2 separate regions of the Ovis aries genome follow, and region 1 is linked to region 2. Evidence: chromatin contacts called from public Hi-C data. All regions are on one chromosome and are shown on one strand. The core of a region is the stretch at or near the end of the contact, and the rest is flanking DNA. Distances in the headings are between cores, read along the strand shown.

What was found. A called contact is a pair of places that touch in the nucleus more often than the background predicts.
Region 1: a Hi-C map of muscle shows a contact between it and region 2, with 5 times the contacts expected there. The contact joins the enhancer-like site here to the promoter of CITED2 in region 2. A contact is called at or near these places in 2 of 16 Hi-C or Micro-C datasets (muscle and skin fibroblasts).

Annotation. Positions count from the first base shown.
Region 1 is chr8:64,695,125-64,699,737 of ARS-UI_Ramb_v3.0, forward strand. No RefSeq gene overlaps it. Among named protein-coding and RNA genes, the nearest start is that of CITED2, 370 kb to the left of the region's middle. Within about 2 kb of position 1,362, at least 24 of the 54 cell types and tissues checked have an H3K27ac peak or open chromatin away from gene starts, as enhancers often do. A contact at or near this core is called in muscle, where this site is marked.
Region 2 is chr8:64,321,354-64,325,359 of ARS-UI_Ramb_v3.0, forward strand. CITED2 (Cbp/p300 interacting transactivator with Glu/Asp rich carboxy-terminal domain 2) reads right to left here and starts at 2,325. Exons shown (of 2, transcript NM_001308562.1): 1 at 2,101-2,325; 2 at 346-1,636. The coding sequence starts at 1,628. The coding sequence ends at 807.

The DNA.
Region 1 (4,613 bases), core at 112-2,611, 370 kb after region 2:
CGAGTCAGTGATGCCATCCAGCCATCTCATCCTCTGTTGTCCCCTTCTCCTGCTGCCCCCAATCCCTCCCAGCATCAGCATCTTTTCCAATGAGTCAACTCTTCACATGAGGTGGCCAAAGTACTGGAGTTTCAGCTTTCGCATCATTCCTCCCAAAGAACACCCAGGGGTGGTCTCCTTTAGAATGGACTGGTTGGATCTCTTTGCAGTCCAAGGGACTCTCAAGAGTCTTCTCCAACTCAAAAGCATCAATTCCTTGGCGCTCAGCTTTCTTCACAGTCCGACTTTCACATCCATACATGACCACTGCAAAAACCATAGCCTAGACTAGACAGACTTTTGTTGGCAAAGTAATGTCTCTGCTTTTCAATATGCTGTCTAGGTTGGTCATAACTTTTCTTCCAAGGAGTAAGCGTCTTTTAATTTCAAGGCTGCAGTCACCATCTGCAGTGATTTTACCAATTTACTTGCTTGCTTTTCTTTTTCTTTGTGATGGCTTTTAGCCTGCTCCTCCATGATTTCCCTCATGAAAATACTGCCATCATCTAGAACAGTAGACAAATTCTACTCCCTGAGCCCTCCTCCTTAATAAAAATACTTCTGTGTATTTATTCTTTTTCCCCCTCTGACAATTTGAATGTAAAAAGCATAGATTTTGGAGCCAGAATTTTCTGAGTCTGAATTCTTTCTCTGCATTTCATAAATTGTGTGACTTTGGGCAAATTATGGAACCTATCAGGCCTTGGCTTCCCAGGTGGCGCAGTGGTAAAGAATCTGTGCAAGAGACATAAGAAATGTGGGTTCGATCTCTGGGTTAGAAAGATCCCCTGGCTACAGCCCATAGTTTTGCAGAATTGGATACTACTGGGGTACTGAGCACAGTTGCCACTGGATTAGATGGGAACAAAGCATATGTGAGATTGTCTGTCACAGTAAATATATTTTTGTCTTTTATTTCCCTTACTAAGATTTGCATGTTCAACATTTACAAAAGTTTGTTCAAAACAGGTCCTCATAGAACTTGGGCAAGTGCACTGAACTGGTTGAACTTCATGGTATTCAAGCTATAAAGATACACGTTATAGACTCACACTCCAGCCCCTTCTCTAACTACTTCAGCTGTGAGCCTTGAGCATCGTCATGAGAAGAAAATCTAGGCTATTTCTCATTTGGCCTCAGTTCTTCTTCTTCAGCTGTCAAGACCTCTCTCATTTAGAACAAACATTGTGGCAAAACAAGGAGGCAGCCGAAGCATAACCACACAGGAATCTGGATGAGGTGTCCGTTTCACCTTCAGAACTGTCTCAGTGTTTTGAGCAGCTCAGAGGTCAGGAATGCTGTTGTCATCGGCGTTAGAGCTGCGTCCTGAATAAATACCAAGTTAGGAGGAAGATGACTCAGCCCTCAGAGCTGCCCAAACCTCATACTCCTCTGATATTTTAGGCAACACAGAGTGGTAAGCAGCTGTTAGATATCTTTGCTTCTTTGTTCAGGCAAAGCTTAGCCTGTTCCATTCGGAAAGAAAATGGTCATAATTTCCAGCCCATTTAAAGCTCTTCTTTCTTAGAATTGTTATTGCACACGTAGCCTGGACCACACAACTTAGTTTTATATAGCCTCATCTCATTTTCTGATTATTTCCTGATTCCAAGTGGGTATTAAGTTTGTCATTGGAGGAGACCATATTTATATTCCTCTTACATTCTCTTCACATTTATAGATTAGTCTTGGACCTGTAGTAGGTGGTACACACAAACACTAATTTCATTTGTATAGGACCTTAAAATGAACAAGTTACTTCTACATCCATTCTTTCCTTTGAACTTCACTATGACCCCATAAAGTAATTGTTTATCTCTATTTTATAGGCCAGGAAACCAAAGTTCAGCGAGATTAAGTACAGTGCCAAAGATCATATAACTAGCAATTAGCATAGCCTGAATTTATATATATATATATATATATAGAAAATATATATGGAATTTATGTAATACAATTCCCAAAATCCAATCCTAAGTTTCATTGTTTAATGGAGGCTAAATTGAAAGACTTTAAGAAGTATATTTAATTTTTGTCTAGGTATTGGATTCCTGTTGCTCACATTTTTCTTCTGGCTCTGGAATTAGAATACCTTGTGTAATTTGTAAAGATGTAGATCTAAAATCTGATTATTTTTTGTATACACAGAAAATTTTATCTGTGCATATTTAAGGAGAAATGGCACAGGAAAATTCCCACATAATAAGAAAACACAAATTCATTTTTATCCTAGTTAATATGTTTGTAGCAGATATCCAGAGAATTCATAATATTGGGGAGCATCATTGTTCATCTTAAAGATATGGTGAGCAAGAGTCTATGTGGTTAAGGAGAACAAAAATTATGTAAATAATTTAAAAAGTGGTGAGTCATTTAATTCATTCAACAGTTCTCTATAGAGCATTTGCACTTTCTATCATGGTTTTGAACACATGTTAAAAATTGGGGAGCTCAGATTACTCTTGGAGTTCAAACAAGATAACCCAGGTTGCACACTAAAATGAGTCAGAAGGAACTGGAGGGCTACCTAGCTTTTCATTTTGGTCTCCTGCTACAAATGGATAGTAAGTCTGAGATTGATGGAAGACACTGGCCTCGATGATTATGTTATGATTCATAGATTCCTGGTATAGAACGTAATTGAGTATTTTGCCTTTAGCGGCTTCCTCTTTCAGTTATTGCTAGACTAGAGTAAATAAACATCCTATTTATATCAACAAAGTAATAATTTAAGCAAATTAAATGTTAAAGCCCATTAAATCTGTAAAGGAACCTGAGTTTCAGTATGAGTGAGTGCAAGCACAACGATTTAATCTTTATTTGAGAGATTATTGAGTGTGATGTGCAAGCATTTTATGTTGTTTGTATAATTAATATCCTCAGTAATTTACCACACCTTTTACTTCATTCATGAAAATTGTAAAGGATTACCTGTGGATATTTGAGAAAGGTAGCTTCATTGACCACCAAAGTAGAAAGAGAGTGGTCGAGGGAGGAGTGGGCAGTAGAAGAGCATTCAGAATATTACTGTTGTAGCTGCAGAGAAATCTATATTTCTATCTTCCCGTTTAATCCCTTCATCCCACTCTGTGCCTTAACCTGGAATAGATCACTGTGCTTCTCCATTAAAAATAATGCACAGACATTTAGATTGATGATTACTGCTGCATTCAAGGTTCTGTAAATAATGATAACATTACTGTCCAGCACATTATATAAGATCACCTAAATTATAAGTAGAAGATGTATCATGTCATGGTCAAGTCTAATATGTATGATTTACAGGCTTAATTCTCACTGTCAGAAGTGTCTGTTGAAGAGGGCAAGAGTAATCACCCTTATCTAGAAAATACTGTGAAGCTTGTATCTTTTTCTAAATCTGGAGTTTAAGAAACTGTGCAGTCCAAAGGAAAATCCCTCTCAAGGGGAAAAGTGAAATCATTTACCATCACCATCCCACCTCATGAAATTTCACTGAGCACATTTCGTGAACCTAGTATGTGTTGGACACAATGTGGAGTGTGATTGCGGTGGTGGTGGGAGGTGGAAAAAATTGTTGGATATCCGCTTTGTTTTCAAGGTTACCCTGAACTCGTTCAGGAAATTTCAGCTGTCTGTCTTTTACTTCTGGTTAGGAAGTACCCTGAAGTGTCATTAAAGATTCTTTTGCTTTACTTTCGTTTTGTCCTCCAAGTCTAATGCTTTTTTTTTTTTCTTTCTGTAATTGTAAGAAACCATATTCAGCTAATCTTACCATTTCTCACAGCTCTAGCTTTCAAATATTTTTTCTCTCCCAAGACAGCTTTATCATTTCTTATCTCATCTATCTTCTTTCTTGTACATTTTTTGCTGATTTTCTTAACATAACAACTTCAGACTCTGTTTTGGGTCTGTTGACAAATCTACCTCCTTCAACACCTGTTGGTGCATAGAACTGAGCTATTCTTCCCAGTTTCTTCTCACACCTCAGAAAAGACCCTTCTTTTGTTTTACTATATTCTTTAATACATTCATCTGCAACTTTTCTCCTTTTTTCATAGGTAACCATTAGTCATTCAGTGTATTAGGTTGAAATTTGTGAAATTTATATATGTAAATCTAAAGAGTCTAATATCAGCATTTTCATGTGATTCAACCTAATATGTCTTTCCAATCCATATTTATTATTACTTATATGTACATATTTAAAAATCTACAATGTTTATGCATATGTGTGCACCTATTCCCTGACTAGATTAGTAGTGCCGCCTCTATCAAACCAAATCCGTGTAAACATGGGACCTGCCTGGGCTCTGTATTCTTTTCCTGGTGCTTGCTGCTGCATAGTCTTTGTGTGATGCAATGGCTTTGCTTCTTTCTCCAGCATTGTTTTAGATATTCATGGATCTTTACCAGTTTTTAGATAGATTTTAGCTAATATGTAGCAATTAATCCTCTAAATTTTAAATGATTTCTCTCCTATTCTCTATCCCTTAGTCTGTTCTACTATCCTTTAGATGTCTCAACATATTTCAAATTCTCTACTGCATTTTTTATCTTGGCTTTCATAATTTTGACAGCCCAAATCTCTGTTA
Region 2 (4,006 bases), core at 1,075-3,574:
AAAAATGTTTTGTACAAAAATACTGTCAAAATTTCCTAAAAAGCTTTCAACACAGTAGTATCTTTTCATGTACTGAATATAACTATTAGCACAGTGTCAAAAATGTTGAAGACAGAAACAAAATAAAAATCTGTGAAATGTTTGCCACTGACGACATTCCACACCCTATTATTGTCTGTACATATGGGGGAGGGGGACAGCCACCTTGAAAGTGAACAGTATGACTTTTCCTGATCCAGAATGGTTTGGCCCACATCTGTTTAATCTTCCAGTTAAGCATATTTTAAAAATTAGTCTGTACTCAAATGCATAGTTAAAAATATGAAGCGAGATGGCAGAGTTTGTGCAGTAATATCTGCCCTTCAAAGTTCATGCAACCAACTAATGCAATTTTTCCTTTTCCTCATAAATCTGAATGCAGTTCAGTCATTTGAAACCATCTACAAAATCCACAAGATTAAGCAGTTTGCCAAGATTAATATCTAACAGTTGAGCACTGGAGAAAGTGAGGAAATAAGGAGTAAAAACAAACAACAAAAAAGACCAAGTTAGCTAGGTATTTCAACTACATAAGGGAGGTGAATGTCCAGGCTACAAAAACGAAACAAAAACAGGAAAAAAAAAAAAAAAGTGGCAGCAATTTTTTAAACCAATTTGTACAAGTTTATAGTTTACTTTGTTTCCAAGTTCTCAAACCTTTCACGCTCTGAAAAGTGAGATACTGTGTCTAAAGGGAATGTTTTTTTTAATTCACACCGAAGAAGTTGGGGGATTTGATTTTTTTTTTCGCCGGGGTTTCGATCGAGTCAACAGCTTACTCTGCTGGGCTGTTGTTTGCACACGAAGTCCGTCATAAAATCAAACTCGTTTTGCCCCAGCCAGAGTTCGGGCAGCTCCTTGATGCGGTCCAAACCCATTTCTATCACTAAGGACATGAGCACTTCCTCGTCGATGAAATCAGTGTCTATGACATTGGGCGGCAGCACTGCAGCAGGGACGTGGGCCACGGAGGCGGGCATGTTGCTGCTGCTGCCGCCGCCGCTGCCGCCGCCGCTATTGCTGCTGCCCGCGCCGCCGCCCGAAGTGCCCGCGGAGCCGCCGGGGGTGCTGCTGCCGCCCGAGCCGCCGGGGGTGCTGCTGCCGCCGCTGTGCTTGGGGTTGCAATCTCGGAAGTGCTGGTTTGTCCCGTTCATCTGGTGGCCCGCAGCAGGGTGCAAATCCGGCATGTAGTGGTTGTGGGGGTAGGGGTGATGGTTGAAATACTGGTTGTTGAGCTTCTGCAGCTGCATGCTGGCTGGCAGGGAGCCTCCCTGGCTGGCCACCGGGGGGCCCATAAACTGGGAGTTGTTAAACCTGGCCGCGGGGGCCAGAGCGCTCGGGGGGTGCCCTCCGTTTACAGTCCCCGGCCCCATCGCGTGCCTGATGCCGCTCGAGGCATTCATGTTGCTCGCGCCGTAGTGTATGTGCTCGCCCATCAGGGCGTTGAAGGCGTGTTGCGGCTGCTGCTGCTGGTGATGATGGGGGCTAGGAAATTGCCCCATACCCATGCGGTGGGCAGGGTGGTGGTGCAGCCCATTGGTGCCGTCGGGGAAGCGCCCGTGGTTCATGGCCATCATATGGTCTGCCATTTCCAGTCCTGCGAGTGAAAAGGGCAGACAGTAAGACCCGCGCCACACGTGTCGCCCACCACAGCGCACCCCACTTTTCCTCGCCCCTGGCTCCCAGGTTCACCCGACGCACTTCAGCTGCGAATCCTCATCCCGAAAATCCCACTAGGAGCCTGTGCACCCGGGCTACCCACCAAGGAAGACCTGCCATCCACAACAGAAGATCTGCGCGCTGCACAAACAGCTCTTTTCCCTGCGATCCGGCGGGGCACCCAAGCCCACACCCCCCTCTGGCTCCCCGAAGTCGCCTAATAAAGGAAGTGCCCCATAGCCCAGCCGCGAACTTCAGGCATTAAATCAGCCCTCCTCATCCTGTTGTTGCACATCCTGTTGTTATTCCCCAGCTCCGCCTCGCGCTCTTCCTCCGGGCAAACCCAGCCCTCGGAGGACTGGCCTGGCAGGAGCCCCAGCCAGCTTCGCCCGCCGCACTTACCTTCCGTCCTTGCAATTTCTGCTCCGAAGACCGAGGGCGGGATCGTCGGGTCCAGGACCGGCTCAGCAGCACATAGAGGGGGCCTTCCTGGCGTGCAAGGCGCTCACAGTCGCGAAGTCTGCGCCGAAGTCTTGCAGCAGCCGCTGGGGCAGGATCGGAGCCGTTCCCTTTTATTTCCCCTCTGCTGCACTCACAGCTCGGCGAGACCGCCCGGCAGCTGCCAACAATGAGCTGTGTTTCTTAGGGCTTTGGCCACAGTTAATATAAGGGATTTCAGGAAGGGCGGAGCGAGAGCCTCCCCAGCGGGCGGCTGGCAAACGCGGATTCCGGAACATCAGGCACGCGGGACCGGGCTGGGCAGCCGCGTCCCCGCGGCCGGAGGCACGTGCGCAGAGCCTGAGGGCCCAGGCGCCGCCCCGCTGTCCCCCGATTCTGGTTTCTTCTCGGCCCACAAATACCAGGCCAGACCTCCCCCGGCACAGAAAGTCCTCCCTGGACTCTCAGCCCGAAGGTAGCGCCCGCCGCGAGAGAAACTAGGAAAACTCACCGCCCCCCTCTGGCCGAATCCCCACCTCGAGCTCACCTAGCGACCTGGGCTGCTTTCTGTGGGAAAATAGGGTTCACACAGCGCCCCCTGTTTAGTGCCTTTCTGCCTCCGCGGCTTTGCAAAAGCCTACCCAGGTTGCAAAGAATGGCTGTGTTTACCAGAGTGGGTTTTTAAGCCACGGGCAAATAATGCCCCCTCCCCTGTGCGCGCTTTCCTGGACTGTGCCTTTGTGTTTTTATAGGAGCAGTAGGTAAACCTGATCTAGACATTTTGCGTGTAGATGCATTTCCTCCACTCCTTTCAAGGACAGGAGCTGGGGGCGGGGAGCGGCAGCGGCAGCCGCTGCAGGTGGACCGAGCGCGTTCGCGGGCTCGGCCGCCTCCGCTCCAGCGCCTGGGAATCCGGTCCGCGGTTTCGCGGCAACTCGCCGCTCTCGGGGTACGTGTGCTTCTGCTAAGTTTGCGTTTGCAGCTCTTGGTAGCTTTGGCATCCGAGCTGAGGCGTCTCTGCTCTGTAAACAAACTCAGCGATCCTCGTCCCCAGATCCACCTTTTTGCACATACACAGTTTCTTGCTTCTGCTGTTGCCCTTGATCCGGGAGGTGGGGGTGTGTGCAAACTTGCACAGCCTCCCTCCGGGCTCTGCCTGACGGTTTGGGGTTGATTTAGAAGCGAACGGGTTTGTAATTAAGAAATTCGAGGGCTGAGTAAGGCTGCTGAAGCTGGAAAAGGAAAACAAATAGATAACATGGTAATCGCTTTGTAAATAAAGTCGTTCTGGAGGTGGGCACGTAGCTGCACGTCCCGTATGGCACCGCGCGCGCACACACACTGCTGGGACTCTTCCTTTTCAGTGAAATTGCTCAGTGGGCCAATAGGCGATAATAATAACCTTGCTTCCCAGAACGCGGCACAACTAGCCTGGTCGTCCATTTGGCTCATTGACTTGCAAATAAAAGCCCTAACGCGGGCCTGGGCCACTACCCAGTCGGAGCTCTCTTGCTTTCTCAAATGGGGAAGCCGAATTGTTTCCCCAACACCGTGATGAGGTTGCTCGGAGCTTTTAAATTGCTCTTTATGTGGTAAAAGTGAGTTTAGCGCTCCGAATAAGGACTTCTGTTCAGAGTTGTTTCTTCATAACTAGATATCCATTGACGACTTCCTGCTGTGAAGAGCAAGTCCCCCCCCCCCCCGCCCCTTTTTTTTTCTCCCATCTTGCTCACAGGACTTTTAAAGGCCCTTTTTGAAGACTGGAAATTCTGATACATTTCCCCTTTCAGGAATTTGCAGAAGAGAGCAAATCCTGATTATTTGAATCTATTACCCCTCTGTCTTCCTTCAGTTATATGTGTGTAGAATA